Regions from separate parts of the Ovis aries genome. Here region 2 is linked to region 1. A link is a contact called in public Hi-C data. All regions are on one chromosome and are shown on one strand. Each heading gives the region's core, a stretch centred on a gene start, on an enhancer-like site or on the middle of the called end of the contact. The rest is flanking DNA. Distances are from core to core; before and after follow the strand shown.

Region 1 (6,021 bases), core at 1,424-3,923:
TTTATATTATCACCTCACTTCCACTAGGGGGGTCTATCTAGCAGTGTGTCCTTAACTCCCAATTAACTCAGGTGCAGCTTGAGTCCGCTTCCAGCTAATCTGCGCTGCCAGGTTAAGCCTGGCAGTCAGAGCTATGTGCTTTAAAGTTGTTCTAGTTTTTAGGCTCAGAAACCCATGCACAGCATAAAAATGGAGTGCTCAAGTCATTCAGAGGTTGCTGCAGTACGTAGACAAAGGGTTTCTGGCTAAAGCATACAAAGCCAAAATCTCTTAACTGTTCCCAGTTTCATTTTTAGCTGCCCTAGTTGTTTTCAAGACTGAATATGTGTCAACTGGATCCATTTTTGTAAATAAGTAAAGCTTTTAAACTCTTGACCTCAGACGTTCTGCTGCCCATTTCTGTACTCTGCAATACATAATCTAAATCACAAAAACCGTAAAGTTTTTCCAACAGTAGTCTTAACTTGGGTCACTTGGGTGGGTATTGGTCATTACAGAAGTTGTTTCTGTGGCATCTCATTATTCTGCTAAAGTATTGAGAGGCACAAACCCAATCAGCTCTATTTCTCAAATTTAGTGTCCACTGTTTTTGTGCCTTATTTCTGATCCAATTTCAAACCACAGTAACTGATGGTTAATTTTAGCCAAAAGATTATCCACCACTTTCAAGCAGATGCCTAATATAGAGAACAGTTCAACTGGAATATAGGCCAGACCTAGGTACATGGACAAAGCCTAATTTTTTAAAACACTATCTTATGGGATATGGCTTCAAATCAATCACTTCAGAATGAAACAGGGCATGAATAAAAGGACAATTTTCCCAGGAAATAATTAGTAAGATATTTTTAAAATTTAGAAAAGCCATAACTAGATTGAAGAGCCACAGGGGAGACATATATCCCAGCAAAACATATTTCAAGCCCTTATTTTAAAAACAGCTTCTGTTTTTATTCTGGATAAAATCTGAGCACCAAATTCCCTTTCTGTTCTCATCCACATCCAAGTAGAATTCCCTTGAGTAGAGGCTAGTTCACACCCTCTCCCCTTTTTGGTCGAGTATTTTTGGGAAAATGGACTTCAGCCATTACATTCCAGTTTTAAAGTCAAAAGAAGTCATGTGACCATGACCCCAGGGGCATCAGAGACTTGGGGCACGTGATGCCAATTGGCATGTGTGGGGCTTCCGCCAGTATGTTGGAATTCGCTCTAAATTGCATCCTCAGGATCAAGTTTAGGTGCCCAAATACACTGTGACATCTAATAAAGCAGACTATCTGCTTATTTCTCAGTAGTTTTTCACTTCACCTAAGTACCTACTGTGCGGCCTGCCAGGCTCTCTTCCCAGTCCCCACCCTCATCCCTGGTAACAAGTCGGGCATCCCCAGCATCCTGTCTATCTGATCCTAAACCGCGAATTAATTCTAAACTCAACCTTGAGCACCAACCGGGATGTCGTGCAGATCGGGTGTGGAGCAAGAAGCGTCTCGTACGGGAAGTGTCATAAAGCCTTAAGTCCACTCCACCTCCCAGGCTGGGATCTTCTGCCCAGAAGCCTGGCGGTCGGAGCCGCCAGCACATTAAAGCCAGGAGCAGCAGCGGCGACGGCGGCGGCGGCAACTTTGGGACTGGCGAGAAGCCAGGGCGCGGGTGGTCGGCGTTCCCCGCCCCCCCCCCCCCCCGCCTCTCATTAGGGCGCTAAGTACTGCGGGTGCGGAAAAGTAAACACTGGCAAGTGCAGCTGTGTGGGAGAAGGGGGATGTTGCCCCTCTCCCACCGTCCCTTTCGACTGTCTCCCGAGCCGCCGGGACCGTGTGCGCTCGAGGGTGCGGAGCCAGAGGAGCTGAGAAAGGAGCAGACCGGGCGGCAAGCAATCGGGAGCGTGAAGAACGGAAAGGTACTGTCCTAACGGCATGGGGATGTCCTGCTACTGAAAGGAAAAAAGTGCTTACTCATAGGGAGACGCGGTGCGATCGCTAAGCGATCGCTACTGGCCAGGGAAGCAAGCGGAAGGCAGGCAACCAGAGCCTCGTTCTCTCCCTGGGCCACCGCACCCCGAGGAGCCGGGGGCCGAGGTGAGCCTGAGAGGTCACCGGAGGTGGGCGAGCCGGGGCTGGAGGCGTAGCAGGCGGCGGGCTCCGGGATTTCCTGAGTCCAGAGCCGGCGGAGGCGGGGGGAGGAGGGTGGCAGTAGCTGGAGAAGGACGGTCGAGGGAAGTTTAGACGCTGGGTTTCTACTTCGGGGCCGCCGCCGGTAAAGGGGAGAAGGGCAAGGGTTGGCGTCAAGGACTCCAGCCCAAGGTTGGCAACAAGTTAAGAGCAACGACTGAGCAAACACCATCTCCCCCAGTGAACGTCAGAAAACGTGTCTGAAGCGGGTAGCGGTCATGGGGAACACTCGGTCACTCCCACCCATCCCTGCTGCGAACGGTCGCTTTGGCGCCCAAGGCTGGGACAGAAATCTCTCCAGCCTCCCTCTCAGGCCCCCGCCCCCCGTGCCAGGCATGTTCCCGCCGAGGTTCCTGGAGATGCTCTCCTCTGGACCCACTCCTGCCCACGCTCAGGGACCCTGCTCCCCTCGTGCCCTCCTGTACCTGCAGAGCACTTACAGAAAGTCGCAGAGTACCGGATCTGGCCCAACTGCCTCCTCCCGACGCACTCAGACAACTTCTGCCGCTCGGAATCTTTGCGGCTGTGGTTCTAAAGCCAGCGCTCCCGCCCCTTCTGCCAGGCCCTCCGCCCCTCGGCCGCCGCCATTGGCTCGGGTGGTGCTAGCAGTCGGCCTGGGAACCAGGAAAGGGATTGGGCCACGAGCCTGTCACATCATCTGGGTGGGGTTTTGGGACAAAAGGCACAGGGATGGGCGCCCTGGAGGGATGGGAACTGTAACTGCGGCTGGGAGCGGAGATTGGTCCTCTGCTCCCTTTCTCCCCTTCCCTAGCTCCGAAGAGACTAGAAGAAGTCCTCAGAACCTGGCTGGGGTACCACTTTCTCAAAAACCGTGTAGAATAAATGAAAAGATGAGAATGTGGGAGCGAGAGTTTGAATGTTACCAAGACCCTATTTAAGTCTGGAGAGTACAGTTTCAACCTAGAATCATAAAAAGAATCTGGACGTGGGAGGGGACGTTAGTAGTACGCATCAGTAGTCTCTTCGGCTCCAATCAGCTCAGGTGCGGAGCAACGCTGAGGGAAAACCTCAGCAATCTTCCCTTTCTAACTAGTTATCTGGAACAGATATATGGACAGGACGAGGCTCTCATGTTTTGGGTTTCATGCCAAGTAAATTGTTGGCCAAAGTCACCTGTGTGGTCTGTTTGTCCATACGGAAAGGAGTGAGAGGTGGAGGTGGGGAGGGACGTGAAAGTTACGTGGTTCCCGTTGGTTGACTGTAAACGGATGTCAATTCTCATCAATCTCCTTTCACCAGAGAAAACTTGGAGACATACTCCTGCTTCCTAGAGTACCTTTCCTTCTTCTCGGCCTCTGTGTCATAGCTGACCTCTTTCATTAACATGCGCTGAGGTTTCCCCTGCTTATCTGCATTCCAATCTTTGGAATCAAGAGACTGGCTTGTGGCACAAGAAGCGGAAAGGCTAAACCCTTTCCCGTTTCAGTCGCAACCATTTTGTTCAGGCAATGTGTGCTTGGAAAATTTTTTGAAGAATTTTAAGTTGGTTCAACTCAATCTCATTTTATATGCACTAGGAAAATCTACTAAATTCAGAGTGGCCTGAAACATTGAATGGTCTTGTCAAGGAAACCTCCCTTTATCTACTGTTCTGGATTTCTTGAGAGAAATTAATCTATAGTGAGTGTCCTGGCTTCTTAAATGGGCAGAGAAGGAGAGTTCACATACTGCCTAAAGGCTCTACTAGCAGAGAAAGAATTAGCATTGTGAAAAAGCCTTGTTAAATATTAATTAATGATTAACCAGCTGGAAGCACATATGAAAGGCACAGAAAGGTGAAAAATAAATGAGAGGGCAATCATCAGGCTTTCAGAAACATTAAATTTCTGGTGTGAGAGATTTTGCACTGGGTCAGGCTAGGGTCAGCATAAAAGTACCGATTTTAACATGTTCACGTTGCATGAACTGTACACTATATCGCCACACACATTTACAAGAGGCTCCAAAATGAGATTTCTGATTTTCAGTAATCAGCCCAAGGTTTGGTATGGTTTCTGGAATTCTTTACACAAAATTTCTAGATACACTGATACAGTACTTTAGTTTTCTACATTTTATGTTGTCTGTAAATCACTCCTGAAGAGCTTCCAGTCTCGATTAATTTTTTTTTAGAGCTTGGTTGCTTTACAATGTTGTGTTAGTTTCTACTGTATAGCAAAGTGAATCAGCTATACGTATATGTATATCCCCTCTTTTTTGGGTTTCCTTCCCATTTAGGTCACCACAGGGCACTGAGTAGAGTTCCCTAGCTTTACAGTCCACCTGCTTTAAAACTTGGGAGAAGGCACTGGCACCCCACTCCAGTACTCTTGCCTGGAAAATCCCATGGATGGAGAAGCCTGGTAGGCTGCAGTCCATGGGGTGGCTAAGAGTTGGACACGACTGAGCGACTTCACTTTCACTTTTCACTTTCATGCATTGGAGAAGGAAATGGCAACCCACTTCAGTGTTCTTGCCTGGAGAATCCCAGGGATGGGGGAGCCTGGTGGGCTGCCATCTATGGGGTCACACAGAGTCGGACACGACTAAAGCTACTTAGCAGCAGCAGCAGCAGCTTTAAAACTTAAATTTACAGACTTAGAATATCTTATGAAGGGACTCAAGCTAAATTTTCAAGAATAGGTATAGTTGTCTCAATTACTTACCTTAGTATTCTATTTTAGTATATTTTTCAAGTGTTAGAGTTTAGAATAAGTCAAAATATTAAGAATCCTAAGGATATGCTATTTAGGCTTTCCTGTTTTGTTTTGTTTTGTTAAAAAAAAAAAAAACTTACATAGGAGCTTTAAGTGAAGTGAAGTCACTCAGTCGTGTCCGACTCTTTGCGACCCCATGGACTGTAGCCTACTGGGCTCCTCCATCCATGGGATTTTCCAGGCAAGAGTACTGGAGTGGGTTGCCATTTCCTTCCATAGGAGCTTTACATAAGCTTTAATTTACTTACTAATACTAAGGATGTCAGAATTCAACAAGAGATTGTAGTCAAGAAATGTCACTTTAATAGAAGTCCAGTGGCCATAATTTCAAAGCCATGGGGTGCCCAGACAGTAGCACTGCATCTTACTGCCTCAGTAGTTTCCAACAGATAAAACATGCCCTATTTGGATGGTGGTTGAGATTCCTGTTTAACAAGCTCAACAATAAAATCCAAGTAGAACTCCATTTTAATGAAAATTCCTAAAATGGCCATTTTGCTGTAACTAAGCTACTTTTGTGTTACCCAAAATCTAAAAGTCCTTTTCAGAGGTTAGTGTTTTGCTCTAGGAAAGGGGCCTTGGACTCAGAGCTCTAATAAAACTGCATTTCATTCTGATCTTTCAAACCGTCAGTTTAAGACATAGAGAATCATTCACAAAGTAACCCAAAGTTGGTAGTTTTTTCTATTTATATAAAAGAATCTTGCACAGATGATCTTCCGGGTCTCTTTCAGAAGCTCAAAGGCAGGTTTTTGACTCTAATTCATATTTTAAAATTGATTTATAATTAACAAACAAGTTATAGTAGTTTCAGGGGTACAACATGTTGACTTGATGCTTTTATACATTACGAGATGATCACAAGTCCAGTTACCATCAAAAGTTGTTATAATAGTGACTATATTCTATACATGTACATAATATCCCCATGAAATTTATTTTATAGCTGGAAGCTTGTACTTCTTATTCCTCTTCACCTGTTTCACTCATTCCCCCATGCCCCTCCATTCTAGCAACCACTAGTTCTCTGTATTTCTAAGCCTATTTCTGTTTTGTTTATTTGTTCTGTTATTTTAGATTTCACATATAAGTGAAATTATATGGTATTTGTTTTTCTCTATCTGTCTTATTTCTCT
Region 2 (6,021 bases), core at 1,343-3,842, 270 kb after region 1:
CACGGCAGCCTACCAGGCTCCTCCGCCCATGGGATTTTCCAGGCAAGAGTACTGGAGTGGGGTGCTATTGCCTTCTCCGAAGGTTACACAACTAATAATTGGAAGAGGGAGGGTTCAAATCCAGGCAATTTGATTTCAGAGTAAAGAACCTACCAGTTGTGCTATTAATAACAAACACCTGGAGCTCATGTACATCTGTTCTATTTACCTAGAGTCGCCCCTATGCCATGTTTGCAAAGTCCCTTTCTTTAGCCATTGGCCACATGTCTCAGGGATCAGTTTCCAAGATATCCTTATCTTCAGGGATTCCTTTGATGTTTGACTCAACCTTCATGTGGAAAAGGGACTTGGAGGGAGACAGTTGGAGGATCAATTGTCCTTTGCCAAAGACAGCCTCTACTCTCTTCGACCCCCTCATTTCATGATCCTTTAACAATGGCCCTCTTAGTTTTCTTCTATTCCTATGTGAACTTTTAATTAAAAGATAATCTATAGAGGACTTCCCTGGTGACCCAGTGGTAAAGAATCTGCCTGCCAGTGCAGGAGACAAGGGTTTGATCCCTGATCCAAGAAGATCCCATATGCCGCGAAACCACTAAGCCCATGCACCACAGCTATTAAGCCTAGGAATCGCAACTACTGAAGAGCTCGTGCTCTGCAACAAAAGAAGCCAGTGTATTGCGACTAGAGGGCAGCCCCCAATCACCACTAGAGAAAAGCTCATGCAGCAGTGAAGACCCACCACAGCCAAAAATGATAATTAATTTTCTAAAAAAGTTTATCTATAGAGTTAAATGAAATATCTGAACAACTCAGGGCTTAAGGATTCACTGTCATTTGAAGTGAAGTGTTAGTCGCTCAGTTGTGTCCAACTCTTTGTGACCTCATGGACCATAGCATGCAAAGCTCCTCTGTCCATGGGATTCTCAAGGCAAGGATACTGGAGTGTGTTGCCATACTCTCCTCCAGGAGGTCTTCCTGACCTAGGGATGGAACCTGGGTCGTCTCCATTGCAGGTGGATTCTTTACCATCTGAGCCACCAGGGAAGCCAAATCTCTGAACAGCTCAGGGCTTATGGATTCATTGTCATTTGAGGTATGGCCCAAAGACCACTTATATTAGAAACATTTGCAACCTTGTTAAAAATGCAGATTCTGAACACCTATCCAGATGTACTTTACTTCTGACAGTAAAGTCTATAAATCTGCATTTGTGAAATGCTTCCCAGGTGATTCTGATAGACCTGAAAATTTGAGAACCAATACTCCAAACCAGCATAGTTTGGTGTGTAAAAGGAGTAATAGCCTCAGGCCCTGAGGACCTAGTGGACCTGGCTCTACATCTAATATCCTTGTGTGACTTTGAGCACACCAATTAATTTCTTTGGGGCTCAGTGCTCTCATCTGTATAAAAGGATATCTCTCCTTTCCATCCTCTCCAAGTTGTATAGATCAAATATAAATGTGTGTGAGAGTTCTTTGGAGTTTCAGAAAAATAACACACATTATTATTATTAGGGGTGGGGTCAGGGAGAACACACTGGAGAAGGAATGCTCTTGGCAAGAACTGAGGGGAGGAGAAGTCAGTTTCTTTTACCCATCAGAGTCCAGACAATGGATTATAGTATTGTGGAATTTCAAGATTCTTTCCAACTCACCATCTCCCCCCTACTCACGTGTTCTCAGTTTATTGCTAACAGCAAAGAAGTCTCCTCCCTTCCAAAGCACTCCTTTAGGTTAAAAAACCTATCTCAGCAGGTTGAGGTCAGCTCCAGGTTCTGATCAGTACCCAACTTGGCACTATCAATAAGTCACTAGATCTCCCCCCTTAGTTATTAGGGGCAAATGTAATTAAATTAAATTATCTGCATATTTGCAGAGATGGAGAAACAAAGAAGATATCTTTGTACTCATTCATAATTAGGCTCAGAATGGCACATATCTGTCATCTTAAAAGACACAGCAAATATTGTTCATTCTTCCTGTGTAGGGAATCCAAACATTTGTTTTGTTTCTGATGTGAATGGGTGATCTATTTATTTTCAAGATGAATTACCCTACTTAGGCCCCCTTCCTTACCCTCCACTTCTGAAGTTTTAGTCCAAGGATTTCATAAATGATTTCAACACTTCTAAGATTCAAATTGGATCTAAGGTTTTGTCCAAACATCTGGCTTTCAATTTCTGAATGCCTAAGTCATTCCTGCCTTTTGGAAAAGAATGTCTGCCCAATCTCATCCATTCCCTGAGTGCTCCATCTCAGTGACTTTCTTCTCTGCTGTTTTGACTTTCTGACCAGGAAATGGATTTCATTAACTAGCTTGCAGAGTGGAGGCTGTACCTGGGGTGACCCCAAAAGTCATTCAAATATTTCATCCAAAGGCAGGGGAACACTATGTAGGAAATCACAAAAAGGAGGAAAGAGAGAAGAGATGAAATCAGGCTTTGATGAGTTCAGCCACACCAGCCCCTTGGAAGAGTGCCAGCACTGGTGAAGCAGCAGCAGCTCTGGGTTTCACAGGCAGTCTGGAATGCACTTCAATACAGCCCAGCCTCCCTCTCGTTAGAGGCCTAGCGTTTGATGATTCAGCTGCTTCCCGGCTGCCAGGAGAGATTTAGCCAACTGTTTGAAAAACACTGTCTGCCCCAGACCACACTTGTTTTTATTCTCTGACTGTTGTCAGGGGCCTCTTCTGAAATGGAACACCTCAGGAAATCAGAACCAAACTCTGAGGAGTTTCTGCTGCCTTTTCTGCCCCCCTTTTCAAAGGCAATTATACCAAAATAGGGATTGTTTGTAGCAAAGTGCTTTCCTAGTGATGTTGAAAGCAGACACTCTATTATGGGGAAATGATCTCTCATTAGATCTTTTTTAGATCAAATGGAAAACATAGTGTGCTAGCAGACTCATCAGACATTAAAGGCACAGCTGAGATGTGGCAGTACTGAACTCTCCATATATCAGTTGCTCAAAGATGCAGGTTAAAGGGTAATGGGGACATGCATTTGGGGAAGGAATTGAGCAAGAGCCTCGGCCAAAGGTTGGACTCCTGAACTCTACTGTTTGCTTCTGAGAAGCTCCCTAGAGCTACAGGTGCAACTTTCTAACAAAGAAAGCTGATCCTCAAAGTGGACTGGGCTGCCTCATTCAGAAATGAACATATTACTTCCAATACAGCATGGTGATTAAGAGGATGATCTTTGGCAAAATGTGTAGCCCAGGCTACATCACTTATCAGTTTTTTGAATGTAAGAAATTTAGTTCTTCGTGCCTCACTTTTCTTATCTGTAAAATAATAGTGCCTTCGTTTGGGGGTTGTGAGAGTTAGAGGATAAATATGAGTTGATACATATAGAGAGTGTAGAATAGGGCCTAGCATATGATAAGCCCTCAATAATGGTGTTAACTATTAATATTTTTAATGCCCTGAAGGTATTCAAGTCAACATCCCTCATGTACTGTGTAGTGCAGTGATTAAGAAGACAACTTTTTAAAGTAAGACACCTAGTTAGACCACTTACTACCTTTGGGCTTGGGTAACCTCTGTAAGCTTCAGTTTCCCCATCTGAAAAATGGGGATAATTGTAGCTACTTCATAGAGTTGTTGTGATGATTAATAAATGATGTAGAATGGTTAATTCAGTGGCTTGCCCATAGAAAGTGCTCAATAACTAATAAATAATCATATAATATGCCAAAGACTCTGTGACTCTAGAAACCCCACATCCTTTTTTTCCCTTAGTCTTGGCTCTATTTAAATTCTAGATATTTTAAAGATTCACTGTATGCTAAAAGGTCCTTATATTTAAGAAACAGATTGAAAATCTATTTCCTCCATTTTTAAAAAAAAAACAGTGATGATGTCTTAATTAGCTCCTTGCTTAGGAGGAAACAGTTATCCAAGTGAGCAGGAAATGGAAAATCAAACTCCTCTCTCCTCAGCTCTTAGATGCTTTAATGATCTCAATAGTTACTTGGGCCAGTCAGCTGAAAAGGGAACCAGCTGGAAGCAGAACCAGGCTAAATTGGCAATTACCAAACTCCTTCATTTTATGAAAATATCTGGTTATTTGTCAGACTTTTGGCCCGCTCAGGATCTCTCAATCTATCCTTTATTCCTCTTGAATGGTGAAAACCTGAGTGACAAGGATGGCAAGGGAGAGAAACAAATCCCTGGCCCTCAAAACCTCACCTATGGCCTGCTATGGAATGTAGGCTTTTCTTTCCAGGGAAGATAGTGTGACCGTGCTGAGAAAAGAAGCCAGTCTAAACAGTTGCAGTGATTCTGTACTTCTCTCATACTACAACATGTTACTCAGCTGTGAAACATGATGCCTTAGAAGAAAAAACACGATGCTTCCTTTTCCTTTGCACTTGCTGTGTGAACATGCAGAAGGTTCCATATTCTTCCAAATACATTGAGTTTGCAGAAGATAGCATTGCTTCAGCTCCATCTTGGGGCATGAAAAGAAACTACATCCACATTGACAGATTCTCAAAGGATGATTTAATGTGTCACTGGAGAACTTGTCTACACAGTATTGTAACCTGACTTTTTGCCTGAATCTACAGAATTGTACATGTAAATCCTGGCAAGGAATACCCATGAGTGTGCCTGTGGTTCTGCCAAGTCCGAACTAATTCTTTCCTCTCTCTTCCTTAATTTCTAATGTGGTTTCAAAGCAGCTTCAAGGGAATTCCTGATGTCTGAGTAACTGTGCCATTCTCAAGCCCTTCTCAACTCTCTTGTCCCCAGCCCCTTCATCTTGAGCATCTTCACCAGGTCTTCACAGTTAACACCTTTTGGAAGCCTCGCCTTGCTTCCTACAGACACAGTTATGAATCATCAGTTTTTAATTTTCAAGAAGGAAACATAAAAATATATGCTGGAGCCATTTTCTATTACTGTGTAAGAACAATAAAATACTATACAGTGGGTTCTCAGCATTTTAAAAATAAAAGGCAGTGAACAACACTTTAATGGCCACTATAAAGAGCAGCCCACTGAACTGTAATTCCTATAGTTATTGGGCACAACAGAATATTGAACAGACTATCCTGGTTGAAAGATTTCTATTAGAGTCAATTCCAAAAACCAATTTGGGGTGCAAAGTAAAGATTGCTGGGCTGTGGTAGAAGAGCAGAAGTAGGGCCTGTTGGCAGTGGTTTAAGGGAGAGAAAGGCAAATCTGGAAAGAGGCTTTATGGATGGTCACACTAGTCCATATGGAGTGGGAGAAGAGGAAATTGGCTCTCAAAGGTCAAGTGTCTTCCCTCTCAGCTCTTGTAGGTCCAAAACCTTGAGAGTCATCTTATTCAAGGATGACTGAGTCCAGATAACTGGCTTATATCATTCCAAATCTCAACTGCACCAAAATCCAAATGTGAACTGCCTATTTTCTCCATAGGTTATCTCCTTGGTCAGGAGATCTATTCAGAGAAAAAACTTACTGTATAGATTTTATATCACAGTATAATTTAATGGTGTAAAATCAAAATAAAGACACTATGGTAGCTCTAAGAGGTTTTGTCATGTTCCTAATGGAACAGTCTCTACTGCCTAAATATTCCTTGCCAGAGCTGTGTCCAGTTATCCGAAGTCAGAGCATCTTGTCCCTGGAGACTGCTGGAGATACTTAATGCAGAGAAAACACATATAGTAACCAAGTGAAGGGGGCTTCTTTTTTGAACTTAGGCCTACCTCCACTTGAGTAGCAGGCAAAGATGACAGGACTAGTGGCAATAGCTTTATAAGGGGAGCTGGTAGTGTCCAGCCCATCTCAGTACTGGGTATGCTATAGGTCTTTCTTTGACTTTGCGTGCACTGGTCAATCAGTTGACTTACTAATTAGTTCTTTTCCAAATCATTTCTACCCAACTGCATTTTATTCATCATTTCTTCTCACTCTTCTTTCTTCCTCAGGTATTTATTAATGATAGTATTAAGCACTATTTTAATTACTTATTTGTGAATCCAGAGATCTATAAGCATCTTTTTGTCTTACAATTTCTACCTCTGTTA

Evidence for each region. A called contact is a pair of places that touch in the nucleus more often than the background predicts.
Region 2: a contact with region 1 is called in a Hi-C map of tail adipose tissue, with 3 times the contacts expected there. The contact joins the enhancer-like site here to the promoter of PLS3 in region 1. A contact is called at or near these places in 3 of 16 Hi-C or Micro-C datasets (omental adipose tissue, skin fibroblasts and tail adipose tissue).

What each region holds. Positions count from the first base shown.
Region 1 is chrX:119,185,896-119,191,916 of ARS-UI_Ramb_v3.0, forward strand. It overlaps PLS3 (plastin 3), which reads right to left and starts at 2,674. Exons shown (of 17, transcript XM_042242471.2): 1 at 2,594-2,674.
Region 2 is chrX:119,451,984-119,458,004 of ARS-UI_Ramb_v3.0, forward strand. No RefSeq gene overlaps it. Among named protein-coding and RNA genes, the nearest start is that of LRCH2, 93 kb to the right of the region's middle. Within about 2 kb of position 2,593, at least 13 of the 54 cell types and tissues checked have an H3K27ac peak or open chromatin away from gene starts, as enhancers often do. A contact at or near this core is called in tail adipose tissue, where this site is marked.